Regions from separate parts of the Triticum aestivum genome. Here region 1 is linked to region 2. The links are chromatin contacts, called in public Hi-C maps. All regions are on one chromosome and are shown on one strand. The core of a region is the stretch at or near the end of the contact, and the rest is flanking DNA. Distances in the headings are between cores, read along the strand shown. Region 1 has its middle 29 kb from the start of LOC123100442. Region 2 holds the start of LOC123098825 (CBL-interacting protein kinase 9).

The links. Hi-C and Micro-C count contacts between places; a contact is called where the count stands out from the background.
Region 1: a Hi-C map of leaf shows a contact between it and region 2, with 3 times the contacts expected there. The contact joins the enhancer-like site here to the promoter of LOC123098825 in region 2. A contact is called at or near these places in 1 of 5 Hi-C or Micro-C datasets (leaf) and 1 of 1 datasets of contacts at active chromatin or transcription factors (leaf).

The regions. Positions count from the first base shown.
Region 1 is chr4D:481,994,628-482,002,003 of IWGSC CS RefSeq v2.1, forward strand. No RefSeq gene overlaps it. Among protein-coding and RNA genes, the nearest start is that of LOC123100442, 29 kb to the right of the region's middle. Within about 2 kb of position 5,659, at least 4 of the 8 cell types and tissues checked have an H3K27ac peak or open chromatin away from gene starts, as enhancers often do. A contact at or near this core is called in leaf, where this site is marked.
Region 2 is chr4D:481,761,943-481,769,102 of IWGSC CS RefSeq v2.1, forward strand. It overlaps LOC123098825 (CBL-interacting protein kinase 9), which reads right to left and starts at 1,579. Exons shown (of 15, transcript XM_044520901.1): 1 at 1,227-1,579; 2 at 511-573; 3 at 354-425; 4 at 83-190. The coding sequence starts at 1,415.

The DNA.
Region 1 (7,376 bases), core at 4,409-6,908, 240 kb after region 2:
GGTGGATCTTCCAGTACGGCAAGTCCCAGAAAACAGACCTCGTTTTCCATACCTTCAGCAGCGGCTCTGGCGCCTTTCGCTTCTTTCCCGGCTCTGGCGCCTTTTGCTTCTTTCCCGGCAGTGGGCAGTCTTTCCAATTTTTCAACAGCTCGTCTATTTCCTCGCCGCTCCTCGTACGCGGGCGTCCTCGGGGTTCGGTTTCACCATCGAATAGATCCTTGCGTTTTCTCCACGGGTCATCGTCGCGAAGCCACCTTCGATGTCCCATGAACACGGTTTTCGAAGACCCGGGATCTCTATCTAGCTGGCGATACGTTGTGTCATCCATGCACCTGACGCATCCAGAAAATCCGTGGACCACCTGCCTCGCGACATATCCGTAACCGAGATAGTCGTGCACCGTCGTGAGCAGCGCGGCTCTCATAGGGAAATATTCTTTCTCTGCGGCGTCCCACATATTGGCTGGCGTTTTCCACATCGTGTCAAGCTCCTCTTTCAGCAGCCCCAAATACAGATTGATGTCGTTCCCTGGTTGTTTCGGTCCTTCGATTAGCATACTCATGTGAATGTACTTTCTCTTCATGCACAACCAGGGGGAAGGTTGTACATCCACACAAACACAGGCCAGGTGCTATGTGTGCTTCTCTGGCTGCCAAACGGATTGACTCCATCGGTGCTCGCGCCCAGCACGATGTTCCTTGGATCGTTCCCAAATTCTAGGTCTTCGAAGTTCAACGCTTGCCACTGGCTCGCATCCTTAGGGTGACTCAGCATCTTGTCTTTTTTATCTATCTCCGGATCATTTGCGTCATCTTCTCGCTTCTTCTCCTCCCTATCCGCGTGCCAACGCAGGAGCTTTGCTACCTTAGGGTCCGCGAAATACCGCTGCAGACGAGGAGTGATCGGAAAGTACCACACCACTTTTCGAGGAGCTTTCTTCCTCTTCTTGTATCGAGTGACGCCGCACACCGGACATATGGTAGACTCCGCGTGCTCGTCCCGATAAATGATGCAATTGTTCATGCACACATGGTATTTCACGTGCGGTAAATCCAGAGGACACACAATTTTCTTCGCCTCCTCCAAACTGGTCGAGCACTTGTTCCCCTTGGGAAGACGTTCGTGCCAGAATGACATGTTCTCGTCGAAGCATGCTTCGGTCATTTTGTGTTTTACCTTCATCTCCAGAGCCATGAGCGTTACTTTCAGGCGGGTATCCTCGGGCCTGCATCCTTCATACAATGGAGTAACCGCGTCTAACTCAAGTTGATCCATCTTGGCTTTCTCTCGGGCGGCAGCTCTTGCGTTATCCGTCTGCTTGAGAAGCAGCTCTTGAATATGAGGGTCCTGCACCCAGCCCATCGATGGTCCAGCGTCGTCTGCTCCGCCGGCATCATCATCTTCATGATCATGCCCGTCGTCTGCTCCGGCATCTTCCTCATCATCATGTCCTGCATCTTCTACATGATGACTGTGTACAGCATCACCGTCGTGATCATCTCCTGGGGATTCTTCGTCTTCTCGCCCGCCCGAGCCGCGGTGGTTGTCTTGCTGCTCTTCCTCATTTCTTGCCCGGCCCCCATGGACGACTTCGTAGTCATCTTCATCACCTTGCCACCGATAGCCATCCATGAAACCATGCAAGAGCAGGTGGTCCCGCACCTGCCCGGATTCCGGGTCCGCAATAAGGCTCTTCAGCTTGCATCTTCGACACGGACATCTTATCTCCGTCTCGTTCTTTTGAAGCATCTCGGCCTTCGCGGACCTCAAAAACCTATTCACGATGCCTTCGGTCATCATGCGGACCATGGTCGCCTGCGGGGTAGAGCAAAACGATATTTTAGAACCAAGAAAAAATTTGGCATGACTTTCCCTAAAAATAGGACCAAAAAGAATGCTTAATGCCAAAATTCTCGCCGAAACGGAAATGAATCAACATTCCGGCAAAATATTGGCAACTATCGCATTTCAAATACCGGTACACCTCCAAACACAAACACATATGCAACACCACAAACATATGCAACACCACGAACATACATAGATCTAGCTAGGCCATAAAAAGTGCATGTGCACATTGTTGTAGGGAGAGCAACATAAATATAGCTTCCCCCCTTACTTACCTATCAAAACAAGGTAATTTAACCACTTAAATTGAATGAATCTATGGTGGAAATGAGGTGAAAAAGAGGAGGCACCCGAGACAAGGAGGAGGTGGAGAGAATGAAGTGGGGAGAAAGTGAGTGTGGGTAGGAGAGGCTGTCCAAAATATCTTGTTGCTGCCCACTTACTAATGGCGCACCAACTCTAAATGCGCCATTAGTAATCCAGGTTACTAATGGCGCACCTTCTGGTGGTGCGCCATTAGTATGTTTGGACAGGCGCACTAGTTAAAAAAAGGAAAAAAAATTGATACTAATGGCGCACCCTGGGCCAGGTGCGCCATTACTAGTTACAACTAGTAATGGCGCACTGTGTCTGGATGCGCCATTAGTATGTTTGGACAAGCGCACTAGTTAAAAAAAATTTGGATACTAATGGCGCACCCTGGGCCAGGTGCGCCATTACTAGTTACAACTAGTAATGGCGCACTGTGTCTGGATGCGCCATTAGTATGTTTGGACAGGCGCACTAGTTAAAAAAAAGTTCATACTAATGACGCACCCTGCGCCTAGTGCGCCATTAGTAGTTTCAACTCTAATGGCGTATCAGAAGGTGGTGCGCCATTAGTATATACTAATGGCGCAGCGCTTGTCTGGTGCGCCATTAGTGTCAATCCCATCTATAGCCCTTTTTCTAGTAGTGCTAGGCGCCACACTATACAGTGCAGCGCCTAGCTCTTAGGCTCTGCACAATGTCTTAGCAATTTTAGGCAGTCTGGGGTGCAACGCTGGCCAGGCGTGTAGCGCCTATCTGTGAGGCGTTGCACAGTGTAGTGTGCCGCCTTCGTGTCGGGCGTCACACAAAAAGGTCAGCCGCGTGAAATAATTTCACGGGCAGTTCATTCTGTGATTTGATTTCGTCCACAGGTCAAATTTGTCAAATTTGCCTCCTTCCGGCCACGGCGTGCCAAAGATGGCAGAATAAGACGACACTTTTGGCGTGCACGACGTTCACTAAGCTTCCACGCCCCGACCTGCTCCGGGGTCCAGATCCCCAGCATGTCCCTAAACGACGACGACTCCTCGTCCTGCCGCGCCAGCGTGACGTGAGTATTCTCGATGATGATGAGGCCGCCGGGGTGGCGCGGTGTGAGGAGGAAGAAGTAGGGACGTGACGGCGGACTTGCAGCGGCGGGAGCATGCTGCGGCACTTCCCTCTCTAGGGTTGTCGTTGTCTAGGTGGGCTTCCAATGTGATAAGTGGGCTAGCCCGATTATTATTATTCTTTTTCAATGGGAGCCCGCTAAAAGAAATTAAGTGGGATAGGCTAATTAGTCCCACTTAATCCCATCTTCACTTGCAGCCCGACTCGCGTGTCCTTGGTGTGCTAGCTAGGCGTGCCTTGTCCTGAGCGTCCATTTCTTGTTTCTGCGCTTGTTTTGCCCTCTCTTGTATGATTTTCAGCCTCGGTTTCCTTTATAAACAGTGTCAACTTGTTTAGCTTTTCGATCCGGTTTCACTTATAAATTGGATCAATCTCCAGGTATTATGACCACTTTGAGTAATATATCCATATGAGACCCTCTTCCCCCCACCCTCGATTCTAAAAAACTTGGTGGATATAAAAGATATATGTTCATGTGATGAATAAAATGATCTTGATTTCGTATAGTACATGTTACTGATACTCATTTAGTTTACAAATGTTTGATATCTGGACTATATATATATTCAGGTTCTCAGTCATCTCGGGTCAATTGACGAATGAAGGCCTGACTGAATCCTCCTACCATGAAACCCTATGAACTAAGATGATGGCGCCGATCTACCACCTCCTGGCAAGATCACGGGCCCTCTGGCCCTCTGCCTTGCCGTTTTGGCGATGGGAGGGGATGGGGAGCCTGCTGTTTTACCACCGATGGTGATAGTACGACGAGATATTTTTTAGTTTAGGTTGGTTGATGGCGAGACGACGGTGCCATCGCCTGCACGGGAAAAGTTCTCCTGCCTTGTTCTTTTTCAATGGTGCTTCTTGGCATCGTCAGGAGGCATGTGGATGCTAGCATGTCCCAGATCTAGTTCTCCGGTGCAGGGTTTTCTCTACAAAATTTTCTCAGTGGTGCTACTAGCAGATTGTGTGGCTGTGCGTCTTGGACCTCTGGCTCCAGTTTCAACCGATGAAGGTTAACTAGGTCGTCTTTGTTGGGGCGTGTGAGAGTTACATTCCCCTTCTTTGTCTGACCAAACCTGGAGCATTATTCGGGCCCTCTCCATCGTTTTTCTCCTAGGGGGTTGATTTCATTATGCATCTTCTAGTCTATATAACTACTTTCTAACCGTTGCTTATACAAGCTTCTGAGTTTTTGACAAGTTTGCTCAACTGACAAGGAAGCTAATAGATGACAATGAGCTTTGCTCATGGTGCCACGCCGGTAGATGCAAGAGGAAAAGGAGTTCGGCGCCCTAGGGTTTTGAACTTATTTTCAGTTTCTATATGTGTGTTTTTAAGGGCATGTGCTGTTCTATGTAACATGAATGCTATTCAGCTGACATTCACTAGGAGGGGATTGCAAATTGAACATTTCTTATGGCAGTTAATATTATTGCGACTAAATTTGTCATGTGTTGAAAAACCGGTGGGAGATTGAAAACCGGTGGGATCACTACCTGGGATTGAAAACCGGTGGCATATACAACAATTAGGATACGTATACAGCGGGATCACTACCTGGGATTGAAAACCGGTGGGAGATGGGATTCATGCTTTGAGATTGTAAAGGCCACGTGGCAACCATCCGAGTGGGTCTCATGTGTTGCAGAATGAGACCCGGTCTCATAGAATTTTTTTTCCGCCGTGACTAATCACCAAGTTTACGGATCCGCTTTCGTATAATCTACCGTTTGGCGGACAAACCCGTGCCTAGCCGCCAAGTTCAAGTGAGTAATGCTACACATACATAAGTTTACATGGGTTTTACAAACAGGTGGGTTGTGATTGAAGATTAAGGGGGAGGAGGGGCCCATCCCCATGAAAATCAGGGGGAAGTGGTTAGTTAGAAAGAAAGAATTCTAGTCAGCATGTAAGTGCATGTAACTTTTGTATGTTTAGCATTATTGAGTTCAAGTATAGCATCCCGTCGACCAGCGCAAATCTCTCCAAAAAAATATGTGGATCCAATCAATCCAAACACACTCCCATCAATTTTGCCGATGACCAACCTCACAAGTGTCGCCGATCACGGGGTCGAGGGTGACGGCGAATATGGGATCGGTGATGATTTCGCCGATGACCAATAATGCATCGGTCGACTGGTACTTTGGTAGGCCGCCGGTCGCAGTCGCGAGTCCGAACCACACCTCTCCGATCCTCACCGATCCGTGAAAGCACCACGGCGACGAGCAGCGGCGGCAGCCTCACGATCGATCACGCTGCGGAATGGCCACATGTTTGCCCTGCTGCCAGCCGCGTCGCGCGCGACGGCCATGGAATGGATCCAGCGCCTCGTGCCATGTCCCTCTCGCCGCCTGCACAGCCACATTCTCGCCATACCGCGCGTGCGTGGCGCTATCAGCAGTTCAGTAGCTCAGTACTGGGGCCGATGAGATGATCTGTCACGGGGAATCTTATAAGCTCAATGATTTCCCGTTGTTTAGTGGCTGGTGTTGGAGTAGCAGGGGGTTTTCGTTAGGTTTGGACTTTGGAGGTACGGACAGAGAAGTGGCTTAATCACGCAGTGGTGATTGGTGATGTTGATGTTGCATGGAGCGAGAGGCCCACGTGTGGCTTGCTGCGTGCGCACGTTCTCTTGCAGCATATTCGGTCGGATCCATTAACATATTTTTCTTTCTTTGTCCAACCGGAAATTTCCCCTTTCCATTCATGACGGAAATACGATTAGGAAGCGAGATCAAGCTTTATAAGAAAACCCCGTGTACAAAAGTCACATGCCAGCAATCAAGTGATTTTCCTTTTTTTTTTTTGAGGTTCAACCCTGCTCAAATTAACTCATAATATTGTCCGGGATACAGCTTAAGTTTGGTTTCTCAGTCAACCAAACATGCCTACCCAAATGTAAAGAAATTACAGCTTTTGCTAAGGAATATGCTTCTAAATTTGAGTCCCTCTTCTCACGCAAAACAACAGCAGACACAAAGTCCTGCATGCTTCTCTTCAGCTCAAAGATAATTGCTTTGGCCCATCCCATGTAATCTGTCTTGAGATGGTTTACAGTACTTAGACAGTCAGTGGCCACAACAATCTTCGTGCAGGCAAGATCCTTTGCCAAAGCGAGTGCCTCCCTCGCTGCCATGGCCTCCAGTATCTCCCGCGAAACAAGTTCAGCAACAGATGTACAAAAGTGCTCGCCTTCAATCTAGCAGGAAGTGGGCCGGCCAATGTAGGTCGGTCCGAACCTTTTATGGAGCAATTTGAAGCAGTTTTATGAACCTTTCAGGCAGTTTTGGGAAGGTTTGCCCCATTTTTTGTCTTTCTTTTTTTTCTATCGGTTTACGACTTTTTTAGGTTTTCCAATTTCTTTTTTTCTTGTTTGTTTATTTATTTATTTCGTTTTTCATATTTTAATTTTTGATGGCATTTTCACAAATACTTGTTGATTTTTTTATTACACATTAAAAAAATTAGATACATGTTGAATGTTTTCAAATATATGTTTGAAATGCACGTCGAACCTTTTTAAACACTTGTTCTATGCATGTTAAATGTTTTTTGAATACACGTTAAATATTTTTCAGACATAAGTTAAACATTTTTCAAACACTCGTTGAACATTTTTTAGTGCATGCTGAACCTTGTTTTGAATGCACATTGAGCAGTTAAACAATATGCACGTTTAACATTGTTTTAGTACACGTTAAATATTTTTTAGATACATGTTGAGTTTTTTAACTATATGTTTTAAGTGCACGTCGAACCTTTTTAAATACTTGTTCTATGCATGTTAAATACTTCTTGAATACACATTAAATATTTTTCACACATAAGTTGAACATTTTTCAAACACTCATTGAACATTTTTTAGTACATGTTAAACCTTGTTTGAATGCACATGGAGCAGTTGAAAAAAGATGCATGTTTAATATTGTTTTAGTACACGTTAAAAAAATTTCAGACACATGTTGAATATTTTTAGAATACACGGTGAACATTTGTGAAGTACACGTCGAACATTTTTTTAATTACATGGTGCACTTTTGAATGCATGTACAAAAACCTTTTTTTACATCCACGAACATTATTTACAATGTGAACATTTT
Region 2 (7,160 bases), core at 329-2,828:
TCCACAAATTAGGAAATGCATCGCGGATCATCAACGTAGAAGATTACATGTATCGAGAAGTGAGCAGGATAACTGGACAAACCTTGAGATCTCTATGGTACACTCCACGGCTATGACAATAATCAACCGCATTTATAAGTTGGTGGAAGTATCTTCTTGCTTCATCTTCTCCTAGCTTCCCAGAATTGACCTAATTGTCCACAAAATATTGATAATTGATAAATGAGTAACAACTAAAACATTTATGTGGCCTTATATAACCGACCTACAAGATAAGCTCGTGACATAAAAATAATAATTGCACGCTAAGTAAAAGCCATAATATCCAGCACATGAAGTTTTGAGGGCCTTACGATCTTATCAAAAAGCTCGCCTCCCTCAACAAACTCAAGAACCATGTATATCTTTGATTTGCTAGCCATCACCTGTGAAATGCGCACATGTTACGTGAGATGAAATATATAAAAGATGACGAGACAAAACTGTCTCTGCAAGAAAACTAGGTTGTACCTCATGCAGCTGGACCACATTCGGATGTCTTATTAGCTTCATTGTGGCGATCTCCCGTTTAATCTGAAATGAAAAGGCGGGAATAGATGGTCAGCGTTCATAATCAGACCAGATCTGTACGGAGGGCGCAGGAGTTGAGGTAAACATTACATCTCTAGCACCCTAGCAGTCGTGTTAGGTTAGATCACATCACATCCTTAATTTGCATATAGCAGAAGAAATATACGATATCTAGAAAATCCTCTTGTAAAATGAGCATGACGCGGGTGATGCAGGTGCAGAGTGGCCCCCGTTTAAGAGACCCGTTTTGCAAAGCTAATTCGATGATCACAATTTTCAATTCATATTCTTTGGCATCAACCTGTTCTTTGTTTTTATTAAAAAAACATGTTCTCTTTTTTTTACATTAACAACCAAAAATCATGAGCAAAGCTGACACCGGAAAAATAATCCCCACGGACGGACGGACAGGGAATCTCGACCATGATAGAGACCTCGACGTATAATTGTTATTTGGGACGTTCTTTTCTAGAATTAGGTGGTCGGTCCTCCGATGAATAAATTATGTCGATTTCGCGGTCGTAATTTAGGGGTTTGTTTCACTCCCAATTCGACGAATCAGCCCGCCTAGATGCATCGTTAATCATTAATTAAGGTGTTCCCCCGGGCCGGATGGAGGAAGGAGGCGTGGGATTGATTTGGGATGGACGACGGACCTGCTCGACCATCTTGTGCCGGAGGACGTGGTTGCGGTCGAGCACCTTGATGGCGCAGGTGGCGGCGTTGCGGGTGTCCTTGGCGATCTTGACCTTGGCGAAGCTGCCCTCGCCGACGGTCTTGCCGAGCTCGTACGGGCCCACCCGCGTCGTCCGCCTCGGCCCCCCTTTCCCGCCCGCCGCCGCCATCCCTCCTTTCTCCACGGCGGTGGTGGTGGCGGTGGCGGATCAATTAATCAATCAAATCAATGGATCAATGGATCGATGAGGGTAGGAGGTAGGTCGACGCTGGGTCGTTGGGTCGCTGGTCGGGTCTCTCCCTTCCTCCCTGCCGTTGGCTTTGTTTCGCTCTGGAATTCACGGCCGGTTTATAAGAGAGAGAGAGGATAGAGGCGGGGGCGGGTGGAAGCGCGTGGAATGAGACGGATGGCGGCGGGCGGGCGGCCGCACTGAGTGCGCGGGTCCCATCCCGTCTCCCCCTTCTCTCCTCCGTGGGCCGCGCATGGGCATGGGCACCGCTTGGCCGGGCCTGGGCGTGGCGTGGATAGCTACTAGTGCTACGAGCGGCCGTGACGGGACGGTAAAGAGAGAGGACCAGACCAAAAAAGGTTAGCAGTACGCTACGTGCCATCTATCCTTGCTTCGTGGGTGCGGGTAAAGCTGAGATTTCCCGCGTCTGTTTGTTCCGATCGCACTTTGGTCGTGGAAATGGCCGTCTCCGTGTGCCTATCCAGGGAGATGCGCGAGATAAACCGGGTCGGTCGTGCGGGCGCGTAGCTTCCAGGAAGGAGCGGCGGCGTACGGGTGCGGGCCGTACGCCAATCATGCACACGCTGAAAACGACCTCACCCGGCGGTCAGTTAGTTAGTCACCTCGGGTCGGTCGACGGCTCCAAGCCTGAATCTGCCGCGGCACTCCGCAAACACCCGCGCCCCGACAAAAAAGCCTAAAACACTTCGTCCACGTCAGAATATAGCGCATATTGCGCTTGTTTCTAGACGGATTTTATAAAGATAGCTATGTAGAGGTTGGGCGTGTGCTATAGTGTTATGTATCTTCTTGACGCTCCATTTTAAGTTAATAAAATCCACCTTTTATATCAGAAAAAAATAAATCAAGTTCATACTAAAAACACATGGTGCCTCTCGTGTCGGCCTGCGGGTCGGACTGTAGGTGCAAAGTCCCAGCACAATCACCTGGTCCCAATACAGTTTGGTGTTAGAAAGGTGGGTATCCCACCAAAACAAATGTAGATTAAGTGGGAATAATTGGATTCCCACTTAACAAAGTAGATCAGTAAACTAAACAGCATCGCGCCACTATCGAGCAACATGGTAAGGGCATCCCAACGGCAACCCGCAAATTTCCTCCTGTATCCGCAGACACGAGGGGAGGGGGGAGCGGGACTAGTCCGCGGCACGGATGCGGGAGGACGACATCCAACGCTAGCCGCATACATTTCGAACTTTTTTGCAACAAACAGGATGAAATTCATGCAAACACGACCGGATTTCATACAAACGCGGCGGATTTCATACTGACATGGGGGATTTCATTACATTTTGAACATTTTTTAGAACAAAAAAGGACACACCCCTAAACCTATCCTACGGCAGCGGCGCCCGGCGTCCAAGCCAGTGTCGTTTTCCATCCGCCGTCTCCATGAGCACCGACGATAAAGACCGATGAAGTGTAGGTGCGGTCTCCGGCAAGGAAGTAGAACAGGGGGACGGACCGGCCCACATGGGACACAAGGCACCGCCGCCTCCCGTGGCCTACTCATCCTCGAAGGAGTCCGAGACCTGTCCATCGCTGGTGGATGTGAGGTCCATGATGAAAATGGTGGCGTTGCTGTTGTCTTCGTCCCACCGGGGCGGCTGATGGTTCGTCGGCGGTGCGTAGGAGGCGCAACTGGCATTGTTCTCCTCCGCGATCGCCTGCAGCTGCGCCTCCGCAGCGGACACTTCCTCATGAGCGGTGGCTTGAGCGAGGATGGCATCGTAGATGGCACGCTGCTCTGCCACGAAGTTGGGCTTCGCCGCGGCCATGGCCGCCACGGCCTCCTCGCTCGTGTGCTCGCCATAGATCTGGCCCTCAGCCAGCCGGTGCTGCTCTAGGAGGAACAGGTACAACATGTTCCTCCTACGCCTGCTGAAACGCCAACAGAGGCGCTGGCGCAGGCTGCACCTCCGCCATGGCGGCTTTGAAGTGCGCCTGTGCCTGGTCCATTGTGAAGCCGGCGTGCACAGGAGGCGCGGGACCCGGGGCGGAGTTGTCGGAGCCCGTCTCCATCATGGTGTCGTCCTCGTCGTCGGAGACCTCAGGCGAGCTAGCTGGTAAGCCAGCCTCGATCCGCCTGGCACGGCAGCTATGCCAGGCGACGACAAGGGCGGCCACTGCATGCTTCATCTCCGGTGATAGACTGTCCCACGGTGCTTTCCCTCTAGCGGTCATGGCGAATGTGGAGGAAAGGAGGAGGATGTGGAGCGGATGTGTTGAGCTTTGGAGATAGCCGGGTGTGGGTTTCTCAGGCGGCGAGCCTGCTTACACTAGTAGAAAACGGAGCTTTAAAACCGGTTCGTAAGGGCCTTCAGTGCTTACACTAGTAGTACTATCGCTCGTCTCCCTCTTTTATTAAGTCACCCGACTTGCGGGGCCGGGGAGTGTGCCTATGGTCGGTTCTCAATTGCCGTCCCACATGTGTGTGCAAACGCAATATGACGCGCGTTCCATTCGGAGAGCAGCGTGCCAGACCGACCGACCGTCTGGGGTGCGACGCGAACGCGACGGGCGTGCTGTATACTCCGTACATGTGTACCGCCATTTTCTAGACGCTTTGCTCCATGGCGCGGGCGCAATCCATGGATACAAAATTAGTATACTATATACTATTTAAAAGTCAAGGGCGGGGCTTTTCCTGCGCGGTAGGCGGCGGGGCAGTTCCGCCTAGTCGGTTCGACAGAGACGCGAGAAGACGAGGGAGTAGGCTGCTACAAACGTAGGGCTGTGTGATTTGACAGCGAGTTACTGCTGGACAGGTGGGGCCCCGTGATTTGACTTGCCATTATCATTTTAACTGCGGCTCTACGACCCGCGTGAGTCTCCCAATTCCTGACCACCTCCATACAGGTGCCTCTCCCAATGCTCCACCATGTAGTAGAGGCTGGCTCTTGCATGAGAGCCCACTTCTCCACTTTTTCCTTGCCTCTCTTTCCTCCACAGATGCAAAAATGCCATGTAAAGCGCACTATTGTACTTACTTTTACTTGCTCCTACAGGTGCTTAAGCTTGCCACATAGGCATAAAGTCTGATGTGGCATGTTAATCAAGAAGAGAGAGACTAGTTTGCTGACCCAAGGAAGACCGGTGCTAAGCGCGTGTACCTAGGTGAAAAGACAATTTTGAGTCTATAGCTAATTAAATGAAGCAAACTTAGCAACACCATTTCATTGGAAGAGGTCACTCCTTGGCAAATGCAATAAATACTAGTACTCCCTGTGTCCCATAATATAAGAACGATTAGTCCTCTCTCTACGCATTTATCTCCACTCCTTTAACACAGGCGAGTTCTGGATTGGAGGGTTTGGAGGATAATAAATGATCATTAACTTGATTTTAGCCTTTTTAGTATTTGGATCCAAGCATGGGTGAGGCTAGCATGTTTTAGTCCTACTACTTTTAGTCATGGGACTAAAATGTATCCAAGCACCCTCTTAGTTTTATTTGAGGGGTGGGTTGTGCTGGACACCATTATTGTGACTAGCCTTTTTAATAGTACTATATGCATAATTTGGCGACGAGCGCTCTCTATATGTACCACCTTTTTTTTAATTTCAAGTTTTGCTCCATGGCGCAATCCATCGATACTACTGCTGTACAAAAGTATACATTTTTTAAAAGGCTAGAGGGCGGGGCAGTCTAGCTTGGTCGGTTTCACGAGAGGCAAGGGCCTTTGTGATTTGACGGCACATTACTGCTGGAAGGCGGGGCCTTGTGATATGACTGCTCGTATAAATGCGCCGACGACCTAATCGAGGAGGAGCAAAGAACCGTGCGGTATACTCAAGTTTTCCACTGGAGTAGTACTGCGACGGAGGAGCACGAAACACGGCAGCCCAGTGCCATATGGCGATAAAAAATGATCTAATTTGCTAGTCATCTCATTGTTAGCATTGTTCTATTCATTCCCTCAAAAAACATTGTTCTATTCATGCCTCGCAGAGAACATGACACGTGCGGCGAAACACCCGAAGCAAAAGATGAAACACAGGAGCAAAAGAAGAAGGAAGATTATCACCCCAAATGATCTAATTCGCCGCGGAGTCGTAACTGCTTCTTCATCGCCTCCACGACCTCCATCTCCTTGCGCATCTCCTCCGCCATCTTCTTCATTTTGTCCATGACGCGGGATTTCTCGATGCGAGCCTTCATCATCTGTTCCACGACCGCATTACGTACCTTAACAGCAGCCGGGTGCTCGATGCGGAGCTTCGCCAACTCCTCCTTCTGTTCCATGACGAGGGCCTGCAGTATCTTCATCGAGGAACTACTATTCTCATGCAGCTTCTTCCAGCCGGCGTTCTTCTCCTTCAACAGGTCGATCTCGTGGCAGAGCTTCGCCTTGTCCTCCTGAAGTCACAGGATTTCGCCGGTCGCCTTCTTCTCCGAGGCAATGCTCTTCTTCAGCAGCATCACCAAGCCGGCGGTCAACTCCCCCTGCTGATTGAGCTCAGCATGCATGTCGTCGAGGCTCTCCTTCAGCAACTCCATCAAGCCTTGGATGAACTCCTTCTGCTTACTGAGCTGATCGGGCATGCCGTCGAGGGATAACGACTCCAGCTCCGCCGGCGCGGCATGTTCGCCTCCGCGGCTAGGGCGCTCCTGGGAGCCATCGCCTCCCCGTGAGAGATCTTTCGAGGTCTCTGCGTGGCGGCGAGCCCTCTTTTTTTTTCCACAGCCTTGGTTGCCGCTCCCTTGTTATGAGTAGTTCTCGACCTAGAGCTCTGCTCACCGGCCATGGCAACGACGGACGAAGAAGAAGCACTTATGAGGAGGAAAGGTAGAGTAATTTTCGGTTAGGTAGTTCCCCTTTTTATAACCTAAGTACTAGCACTAGTACTAATACCTGCGTAGTGGGAACACGTTCAGGTTTGGTACGTACTAGCAGGTGTGAGCAGGCTTTCGAATGTGATGGGAACAAGGTAAAGATTAATTGATGGTTTTGGTTTCGAGGCCGGAAACGGCTCCCGATGAGTTTAGCGGAACATAAATTTCAAGTACCACACTGCAAAAATGCGTAAATATTATGTTACTGTCAAAAATTGGCACAAAATACGAAGGAGATCAATGGAAGTACTACTAGCAACCCATGATTTAACTACTCGCATGCGCGCAGTGGAGTAATAATGTCTTTCTTCCGCCCTCACGTCCACTCAATTTGCATGCGCTGTATTAATTGACCATCAATGAAGTGAACGACTTTACACGCGTCAAATTATCACATGGGGTGGATCTTGGTACAAAATTGCGTCCGCCCGTGTACCCGCGTGTGCGTGCGAGGGAATGAGTGCGTGCGTGGTGTGCGTGCACATCTTCTCTTCGTGCATGTACCGCCAGTATGGCTCAGGGAGGACGAGTACATTCTTCTGGAACCAGCAGCACGTCACTGTGATCAATCCACGCAAGGAGGTCGCGACAACGCCTCCACATGTGCCACGTGGCTTCATGAACTGTAAGAGAGACACTGTGTAGCGTGCCATTGGTATTCTAATTTACGTGTTTTGCACATACTCGAAGTACTAGTAAGGTACACGTGCGTTGCACGCATCAGATTTTGCAACCAAATTATGAATAAATACCACACTATAGCATGTAAGCTCTGAGTCAGTATGCCTGATGTAGCGCTTCGTTTAATTCTTATAGTTCATCTCATTC